Linked DNA regions of Sus scrofa: region 2 is linked to region 1. A link is a contact called in public promoter capture Hi-C data. All regions are on one chromosome and are shown on one strand. The core of a region is the stretch at or near the end of the contact, and the rest is flanking DNA. Distances in the headings are between cores, read along the strand shown. Region 1 overlaps TBC1D1 (TBC1 domain family member 1). Region 2 overlaps LOC100510918 (a long non-coding RNA gene).

Evidence for each region. Promoter capture Hi-C pulls out the DNA fragments that hold promoters and counts their contacts.
Region 2: a promoter capture Hi-C map of fetal liver shows a contact between it and region 1, with 4 times the contacts expected there. The contact joins two enhancer-like sites. A contact is called at or near these places in 1 of 5 promoter capture datasets (fetal liver) and 2 of 2 datasets of contacts at active chromatin or transcription factors (alveolar macrophages and skeletal muscle).

Annotation. Positions count from the first base shown.
Region 1 is chr8:29,542,181-29,547,126 of Sscrofa11.1, forward strand. The region is part of intron 14 of TBC1D1 (TBC1 domain family member 1); the gene reads left to right. Among named protein-coding and RNA genes, the nearest start is that of MIR9840, 4.4 kb to the right of the region's middle. Within about 2 kb of position 2,726, at least 17 of the 83 cell types and tissues checked have an H3K27ac peak or open chromatin away from gene starts, as enhancers often do. A contact at or near this core is called in fetal liver, where this site is marked.
Region 2 is chr8:30,012,012-30,016,957 of Sscrofa11.1, forward strand. The region is part of intron 1 of LOC100510918 (a long non-coding RNA gene); the gene reads right to left. Among named protein-coding and RNA genes, the nearest start is that of KLF3, 10 kb to the right of the region's middle. Within about 2 kb of position 2,575, at least 18 of the 83 cell types and tissues checked have an H3K27ac peak or open chromatin away from gene starts, as enhancers often do. A contact at or near this core is called in fetal liver, where this site is marked.

The DNA of each region.
Region 1 (4,946 bases), core at 1,476-3,975:
TGACAGCATTCATTTGAGGACTGCCTGTTTATTTCTTAAATGTACGCATTCATATTACCTTGATTTTCATTTTATTTATTTATTTATTTAGTCTTTTTAGCTATTTCTTGGGCCACTCCCATGGCATATGGAGGTTCCCAGGCTAGGGGTCGAATTGGAGATGTAGCCACTGGCCTACGCCAGAGCTGCAGCAACGCGGGATCTGAGCCGCGTCTGCAACCTACACCACAGCTCACGGCAACGCCGGATCGTTAGCCCACTGAGCAAGGGCAGGGACCGAACCCGCAACCTCATGGTTCCTAGTCGGATTCGTTAACCACTGCGCCACGACGGGAACTCCCCATATTACCTTGATTTTTAAAAGAAATTTTCTTGAAGCTCTTGGTAACAGCAGATGCTGCAGATGTTAATCCCTGTTGTTAACTTTTGCTCCAGAAATTTAATGTTCAGTTTTAATTCTTGTCTCCAAGATCTATTGGTATCGTAAAAACAGAGGTTTGAGCCTAACTAGAATTTTAGACTTTTACTTTTGGCATGGGAGATCGGGATTTTTCGAGAGGGATGGAGAGAGTCATCAAATGCTCTGGGGTAGGATAACAGAAAAGAGCAGAGTATTGGAGATTAAGGGTCTGTCTCCTCGTTTTCTTCATGGGGCTCCTTGATCTTAACAGGGCACTTCCATGTGATTTAATGTTCTGTTTTTAGAGGAAGGAGAACTGCAGTTTGAACCTGGTAGCAGTGTCCTTTAGAAGCAGAGGACAGGAGCCCTGTGGGGGGTCAGGCTGACACATCTCTTTTCCTCCTGTCCTGTCTCACTGACCGTGCAGCATCCCCTTCTTCCCCACACGTCCCTGTGCAGAGTGGAAGCCGAGGCAGCACAGGGCAGTGGGAGGACCATTTGGCATCTCGAGTATTGGTTGACGCACCCACGTAGATCACGTTTATGGCTCTATTGAGAGCATCTCAGCCGTGATTTAGATGGAGGCACTTGTCTCTTAGGGGCCAGAATAATGGCTGGTGTTTAAACATTTTTAGAACACATCGAAGGCCATTATTTCTGAAAGTCTACGTAATGTAAGCCTTCTGTATCCTGTCATTATAGGAGGTGCCAGGATAGTGAAAGCCAAGCCCAGACGGACCTGTTACTGCAGCGCTTTGGCTCTGTGGCTTTGTAGACTTTAGGAAGATGTCTGTCAGTACCTGTGATCCCCACAGTTGGGGCAGACGGAGGTGAATGTCGCTGCTGACGTTTTAACCCGAGGGACTGGAACCCAGAAGCTGTACATGTTTACAAAGGTCTGCAGAGCAGGACCAGCCCGGCTCAGCCTCTGCTGCTCTAAGCTGTGCTCTCCCACCTGAGTCTCTGGGCTCAGCCCCTCAGCAGGAGTAGAAGTTGAGGGCAGAAGCCAGATCCCTCGTGTGGTTCTGGAGAGTACTGAAAACATCAAAGCCTCTCATAGACCACTGAGCACCCTGCATCCCGGTACGTATAAGGGACTCAGTAGATACTGCTGTAAATGGCCTGGGAATTATCCAAGTTAAAACAATGCACAGACTTCTTATTAGAACAAGGTACTCAGCCAGCAGTTGTCCAGCATTTTCCTGTCATTGTCCTCACCTGCCACTCCACCCAATCCCTGTGTGTGTGAGTACACAGCTCACGAGACTGCATGCCAAACATGCATGTGCATGCACACGTGAACCAGGACTGATCACAGAGCTGTATCTCTGCCCTGAATCTGGAGTCTTTTGCATAGTTCAGAAAATAGCCCTCCTGGACTGACTTAGCCAAAGCCACATTTAGAATAAACAAATGTTTAACCATCCTCCTTTTGTAAATGACTGAACTCCTTTGTAACTAGGCTATTTTTTTTTTTTTTTTTTTTTGTCTTTTTGTCTTTTTAGGGCTGCACCTGCAGCGTATGGAGGTTCCCAGGCTAGGGGTCCAATGGGAGCCACAGCTGCTGGCCTACACCACAGCCACAGCAATGCCAGATCCGAGCCGTTTCTGCAACCTACACCACAACCCATGGCAACGCTGGATCCTTAACCCACGGAGCAAGGCCAGGGATCGAACCCACAACCTCATGGTTCCTAGTCAGATTCGTTTCCACCGCACCACAACCGGAACTCTGATAGTGTATTTTTAAAAAAAATTTTAATTATAGATGATAACATCAGTACTGTTACCACATAATATAATTTTGTCTGGAGGGGATGTATTTTTACCCACTCCCAGGTTTAGGAGAGTAGGTGGTGGGTGTCTTATTCTAATTTGGGTTCTGACTGGGGGTGATCTTGTCCCCACTCCTCCCTGGGGGACATTTAGCAGCGTCTGGGCATTTTGATCTCACTGCTGGTGGTGCCCAGGGATGCTGATAAACGCCCTGCAGTGCCTAGGACAGTCCCCCATGGCGGAGAATTAGCCCAAAATGTCAGCAGTGCTGAGGTCGAGCAACCCTGCTCGAAATTGCCAGGCGTATTGCTGACCTTTACAGTGGATTATCCTTTATTTAGCTGATCCACGGGTGAAATCAACACTCGTGCTTGCAGTCCTTCTTTGTGTTCTGCACTTGGCCTTGGTGCCCTGACCTTCACAAGCTCTGACCGCATGGAAGGCCTCATCACGCAGCAGAGAGCGAAACTTGGACCATGTTCTAGTGCTAACAGCACAAGAAAATGAAAGCTGACGTGATAAGTACATAGTGTTGCGTGAAACAGGAAGAGTGAAAACGTGGCCTGGAGCCTGCTGTTGGGAGTGAGCTTTGAGACCAACCACGGTGGTATCAGCTGGGAGCTTGAGGGACATGCAGGCTGTCAGCACACACACCCCCCCGCCCCCGCCCCAAGACTGGCTGAGTCGAAATCTGCATTTTAGGAAGATACCCACATAGTGTTTGTGCATCTGCAAGTTAGAGAGGCACTGGGTCAGCGTTTCTTCCTTTGGACGAAAACACACGTTGGTTCAAATTGTGGCTCTGACTCTTAGTAGCTGTGTGACCTTGGCCTCGCTACAGAACCTCACTGCCCTTAGTTATCTCGGCTGTAGAAAGGGGATAATAGCACCTGTCTGAGAGGCAGGGGTGACAATCAGGCTTATCCACGCTGAGGGCTCAGCACATAGTAAGAGCTCAAGGGACTGAGCTGAGATTGATACTAAGAAAATAAAGGCAGAAATAGAAGCCTTCGGGAGGCAGTTTCTGTCTTAAACCTCTCAGTCGTCATCGCCAGACAGTGCTCTTCCTCTGCAGGTCTGACTTCTCTGAATAGGAAAATAGCAAAACTGTCAGCAGTCTAGTTGGCAGAGAGTTCGTGGACCTGGGGACCACCCAGCCCAGACTCCTAGACCTGTGCCATCAGCCCAGCCTGAGGCAGCCTGCCCTGTTCATTGCTCTGGAATTGTGAAGTTAACTGAGTAGGAATTTTCAGGACACCCAGAGGAGAAGGGCTGTGGAGGAAGGACGAGAATCGGGGAGGGAGACTGGGAGAGGTGAGCCCTCGCCTTACTGTGAGGTTTGAGGGTGGGAGGGAGCCTCCAGATTAAGCCCACCCCACTGCTCTGTGGACTGGGCGGTCCCTGGGTTCCAAAGGGATGCCGACGTGCTGCTCTGACTGCTCCCTTGCTGCCGCATCAGCCCAGACAGCTCATTGGAATCACTTTTTGGGAACAAGACTCTCTTACAAACCTGCGGGAGTGTCACTACTTTCCAATATGAGATAAAGCAGAACTTGAATCGTAACTGCAGGGGTCCAGCAGAATTTTAACAGCCAAGATGATGAAAGAAAACAACAACAACAAAAAAAAGGGAAAGGGCTCAAGTGGAAGACTTCAAGCTGCACAATAAGATTAAATAAAAATAGGGACTAAAATTCCTCTTGAGAAAGGGACTAAACTATGTCATGTTCAGTGATGAGTAATCCCAAGTACCAGGGGGGGGGGGGGGGGGAGGGGCCGGTGGGACTGATTTGTCCTCTTAAGTATTTTGCCAGAGAACATTTTTCAATATTTGATTTAAATCAGGACAGATTTGCATGATTTAAAATTTTTTTACTATTAAAATATTGTCACAAATTTAGAAAGTACAGGAAATACGAAGAATAGCAAGCACCCCAAACCAGGATCTACCTATCTCTTCTTTTATCCAGTAGTTATTTATGAAGCACCTGCTGGTGCCTGGGACTGCTTGGTGCTGGACAAACCGTCGGTGATGAGGTGGCAGGGTTCCAGCCTTCTCAGAGCTTACAGTGTTGAGCAGCTAAATTTTGATATGTTCCCTTCCGGTACTTTTTTTGTGCCCTTAATGAATGTGTGATTACAAACGTAAAAGCTAACATTTGCTGTCTTCTTACTGTGTCTTGGACTCTGCTTTAGGTGGTTGGTATGATATGTATTAACTCAATCCCTTAACACTACTCTGAGGGAGTGCTGTTATGCCCACTTGACAGATTGGGAAATTGAGGCACAAAGAGTTCAAGCAACTTGCTGAAGATCACAAAATCAGTAAATGCAGAGTCTTGATTAAAACCCACGCAGCCTCGCTCCAGAGCCTGACCTATTTATTAATCACTAGATCGTACTGCCTTTCATAATACTTATACAATTGAGATCACACTGTATAGACAATTTTGATTCCTATTTTTATATTAACTGTTAACAAGTGTGCATCCTGTTACATGTGTATCAGTTTTATTTCTTACTTCCAAAAGAATTAGAATTTTAATATACTCATTTGTTTAATAGGATCATAATTAAATAAGCATAAATAGAAATGTGATGATAGGTATTTAAATGCTTACAGAGATGGTAAGGTGTTCTTAATTGTCAATTTTTTTCTAATATTTTATTTTTATTTTATTTTATTTTTGGTCTTTTTTGCTATTTCTTGGGCCGCTCCCATGGCACGTGGAGGTTCCCAGGCTAGAGGTCTAATTGGAGCTGTAGCTGC
Region 2 (4,946 bases), core at 1,325-3,824, 470 kb after region 1:
TGCAATAATGTGTGTATATATAAAAATACACATTAATACTATGTAAATGAGAGTATAGTCATCCTTTTATAGATCAATAATTCAAATGGAAAATAATCATTTCTGTGGTCAAGGAAATTAGTTTTTGGAATAATACAGAAGTGTCTATTAACTATAAAGAGTTCAAAAAGGACTATAAAAAGATAAAGCCCTCAGTAGCTTAGCAACAACTATTGGTGTTCAAGCTAACTAGAAATATAAACTGCATGGGGAGCTGAGAGGAGAGGTAAGTCCACCATGTAAAAGCAATTTTAAAACATTTTTGGAAGATTTCTTTTTAGATTCAAAAAAGAGAACATGAATTACTATGAATTATACACATTTAAAAAAACAATGATACAGGAAAGGTTTTCTTTAAAATAAGCTACACAAACTTTGCCTTCCTTCCTTAGTTTCTAGACTATGGATGAGAAAGATGGCTATCTAGAACGGAAATAACATAACCAACAGTGTTTTAAAAAAAAAGGAGTTCCCGTCGTGGCTCAGTGGCAACAAATCTGACTAGGATCCATGAGAACACAAGTTCGATCCCTGACCCCGCTCAGTGGGTTGAGGATGCGGCGTTGCCGTGAGCTGTGGTGTAGGTCGCAGATGCAGCTCACATCTGGCATTGCTATGGCTATGGCGTAGGCCAGCAGCTATAGCTCCAATTTGATCCCCTAGCCTGGGAACTTCCATGTGCCTGGGATGTGGCCCTAAAAATACACAAATACAAAAAAAAAAAAAAAAAAAAAAGTGTTCCTAGGGAGGATATCAAACACAGTAATCACTGCGTTTGAATTAGACAATCATCTTTGTTGGATCATCTCTACCAAATGGTGTAGATTAAATTAATCTTTTTTTTAAGGACTCTAAATGTACTTTTTCTTTAAGTACAGAAGAAAGTCAAAGGAAATACATTAAGAAATATGAAAAATTTTGTCATCCAAAGGGTACTACTCTTTTAATAGCACCAGCACCTAATCAAAACCTCAAAATACCAAGGACTGGAATTTGGAAAAGGTACTTTCAAATGTAGCAGAATGGGGAACATCTGAACTATTTGGGGCAGGAAACTAAGATCTTAGCAACAGTATCTCTCCTGAAGCATGGTAAATGAATCCGCACCCAAACCTCTCCTATTTCCTCCAGGATCTTGGGAACTTCTTTTTTTTTTACTTTTTATTTTTACAGCTGTGCCTGTGCAGCATATGGAAGCTCCCCAGGTTAAGGGTGAAATTGGAGCTGCAGCTGAGGTCTACATCACAGCCACTGTAACACCAGATCTGGATCTGAGCAGCATCTGCAAACTACACTGCAGCTTGTGGCATTGCTGGGTCCTTAACACACTGATCGAGGCCAGGGATCAAACCACAACCTCACTGAGATGACACTGGTTCCTTAACCTGCTGAGCCACAGTGGGATCTCCAGGAACTTCTTTAAGACACCCTCATCTTCTCAGGACTAAGTGAAATGCAGTGAATCGTATTTGAAAATTTTGCCAAATAAATGAATATATGGGAAAGGAGAAAAATTAGGAATTTGAGGGAAATTCTCATTTTTCAGACATCCAGACATCAGACCTTAAGAGAAATGATTTAGGAGTCCACCATTATTAATTTCTGCTTCTTTTGAACTTCATCTTTCTTATCTCCAGCATAGGAAAGGAAATTGATTAGATAAACTACTCTGTAGCAAAAATTGTAATCAATGAGCTTCGAAAGTGTTTTCCTCTTTTTTTTTGAAAGTAAGTTTTCTCTCCTATGAGGATACTGTGACTACTAGGCAGAATTATTTATTCAGTGGTTCTGATGACTTTTTTTGTGACAGTATTCCAAAAATTGGTTTGTTGCCAGGGGTTGCCCACGGCATTCAGAAGTTCCCAGGCCAGGGATTGAACCTCCGACACAGCTGTAACCAGAACCCCAGCATTGACACACCAGGGTGTTTAACCCATTGAGCCACAAGGGAACTCCCCAAAATTGTTCTAACACTTCTCATAAACCTGCTAAACTTAAGGGGTGCTGGGATTCATGCGGTTCACTAACTCATGGATCCATTTGTAACAATAATAAACAAAATTGAAATGTAAGTCCAAATAGTTCACATACACGGTTGACTAAAATTTAATAAGCTAAAGATTCCACTGATATAAGTAAGCATAAACACAGTTTACCCTATAGATCCCTTTTGTCCCTATCATAACCCAGTAAACTTTAAACAGGCAAAGATCACCGTAAAAGTCCTACACATAGTTCAATGTTCCCCATATTTCCTTATATCCCCTCCTGGAAGTACAGAGTCTTCAAGAAAAGGAGTGGAGGGAGATGGTCATTGGAATACACATTGAGACATACCTTTGAGGTTCACACTAGAAGAAAGCACAGATCAGTGAATTCAAAATTGAATATATGGCGTGCCCCCTTAGGCGTGAGAACATTCATAAAAACAGATATTTAAAAGTAACTAACTGAGGGAAGAAAAACATGGCTAAAAGGGCTGGTAGCTGAGTGGGGGTGGGGATGGGGCGGGGGACAGAGTCAGGGAGACAAACAGGATGCCAGGAGGTGAGAAATAAGGGTGGGGAGTAGTGGCCAATCTCAAGAGGAACTAACAAGGTCTGTTGCTTATAGTTACCCAGAAAACTTGAAGAACAATAACACAAACAAATGCAGCTGAAAGAAACGTGAGGGAAGCTGGATCCTCCTGGCAAAGACCGCACAGCGCCCCTGTATTAAGGGTGCTTGAGGAGGCGAAGGCATCTGCCCCCCTCACCCCTCCATTCGCATCCAGCACAACTGCTGACACTTCTGTTTCCCGTTGAATCAACAGATCCTGGCGAAAGACCACAGGGAGAGGGTGAGTGGACCTTGTGCTCCAGGAAGTATATTTCTATCTCTTGAGAAATAGGAACTTCGGCTCTAGGCAGTCCAGCGTGCTGGGTTTTCTGGGTTGGGGGTTTGGTTTTTGCTTTTTAACTTTTTCTCTTTGGAGTGGCTTTTAAGGTAAATGCATGCTATTTTGAAGAAGAATTTCAGTTCCAAGAACACACACAGGTCCAGCTCTTCAAGCAGCAGGTAAAAAGCCAAAGCATCAGGAGACGGTCGCCCCCTCTCCTGGGCCTCTCCTCCTAAGGTCCCTCCCTTGCCATCCTACCCCCGTCAAAACTCACAGACACAGGACCACACCTCCGGGTCCAGGGTGCTTTCAAGGGGCCACCTTGTCAAACTGAGCTTCAGGTCCTACATTTAATTACACGCAACATGCACATTACTTTCTTAGCTTTTCTTTTTTTTTTTTTAAATACACACTTCTTATTACAAAAGACATATGTGCTCACTAAAGAAAAAAAAACACAGAACAACACTGAAATGAAAAAAAAAAAATCACCCTCATACTTATCACTTGGATTCAACATTATTATGATTTTAATATCACCTGCTGTTAGCAAATCTTTCTGAATTACGAGGGCAGTGAACAATTCTCTACTGTTCATAGTGATCCAAATATAGGCTTTTTTTTTTTTTCTTCTAGACATATTAGCAAACTTCTAAAGCACTTGTGAGTGTAGACAGGCTTGCCAGGTTGGGAAGCAAAGAAATCAAAGCTGAAGTCTTCTTTCCCAGAAAAGTACCAGGAAAACTGGTGCAACTGGGCTCTTACACCGAGGGAGACATTTCATAGGTCACGCTTCAGGGTTTGGGTGCAAGCATGCAACACACTTGGAATGAGCAGAAAAAGGCAGGCGGCAGGGCCACTTCCCTAGAGTGTAATTCACACGCCATCTCTTTGCTGGCTTAGTTCCTGAAGCTGAGAGAGAGAGAGTAGAGCAAGAGATGGTATACATACACATACATGTATGTACATATATATTTGTGTTTCTCCCCATGGTACCAATACCCTAGCTGCTGCCTCCTGCTCTGCACTGTTGGAACTTTCTATGATCATTAATGTCATTGTGTTTAATTATATTATATAATTTCATTATATTTAATTATAATTACATGAGTTATATTTAATGTCATTTTATACACAGTCTTGCACCTCATTGGTTCAGAAACCTTCCATGGTTTCCCAATGTCCGCTGGGAAAAGCGGCAGCTCCTCGGCATTGCCTTTTCCCCCCAGCACGGCCTCAGCTGATGGTTCCTAGCCCGCCTTATGCCACTCCTGAGTGGTTCCAGCCCCCATTGGACCCTGGGCCCCAGGGACCTCTCCAGACTCCGAAATGCAGTGTGGAGCCCCCCTCCCTCCAGCAGGGATGTTCTAGAGCCTCCTCCATGAAGATTTGGGGGGGATTTCCTGACCGATGTGATTTCTTTTGCAAACCTATAAGCTCCCTGAAGATAAGGCCCAAACCACCCAAGAATGCTCACAGTTTTTGAATGAATCGATTTATGTATTTTTCCTTTTAACTCCCATATCATGGCTTTTTTCTAAATTTTACTCATCATATTCTGCACTGTGTAATCATTAAGCAAGTATGTATGTTTTCTCAAATCCCTTGAATGCAGGGATCATATACAAATTTCTTGCACCCCTATACCCACCCCAGACCTATAGTAAATGTTCAGCCAATATTTACCAGACTAACTTAAATCCAGGATCTAAATGTCAATACAGTTTCCATAATATAGAGGAGAGGGTTGGAAACAGAAAGTCAGTCTCATTCTAAAATAAGCTGAAAAATGGGAAGTAGTTTTTCTTACTTGGCAGGTCTCCGATTCTGACAGGAGAAAGCTAGTAGTCCCCAACTTAGAAATAAGCTACATTCTACATCTTCATATGTGTAGATCACTGATTTGGAAATTACAATTAATTTCTCTTTGAAATAATATTTTATTTTATTTTATTTAATATATTTTTTTTTATTTTCCCACTGTACAGCAAGGGGGTCAGGTTATCCTTACATGTATACATTACAATTA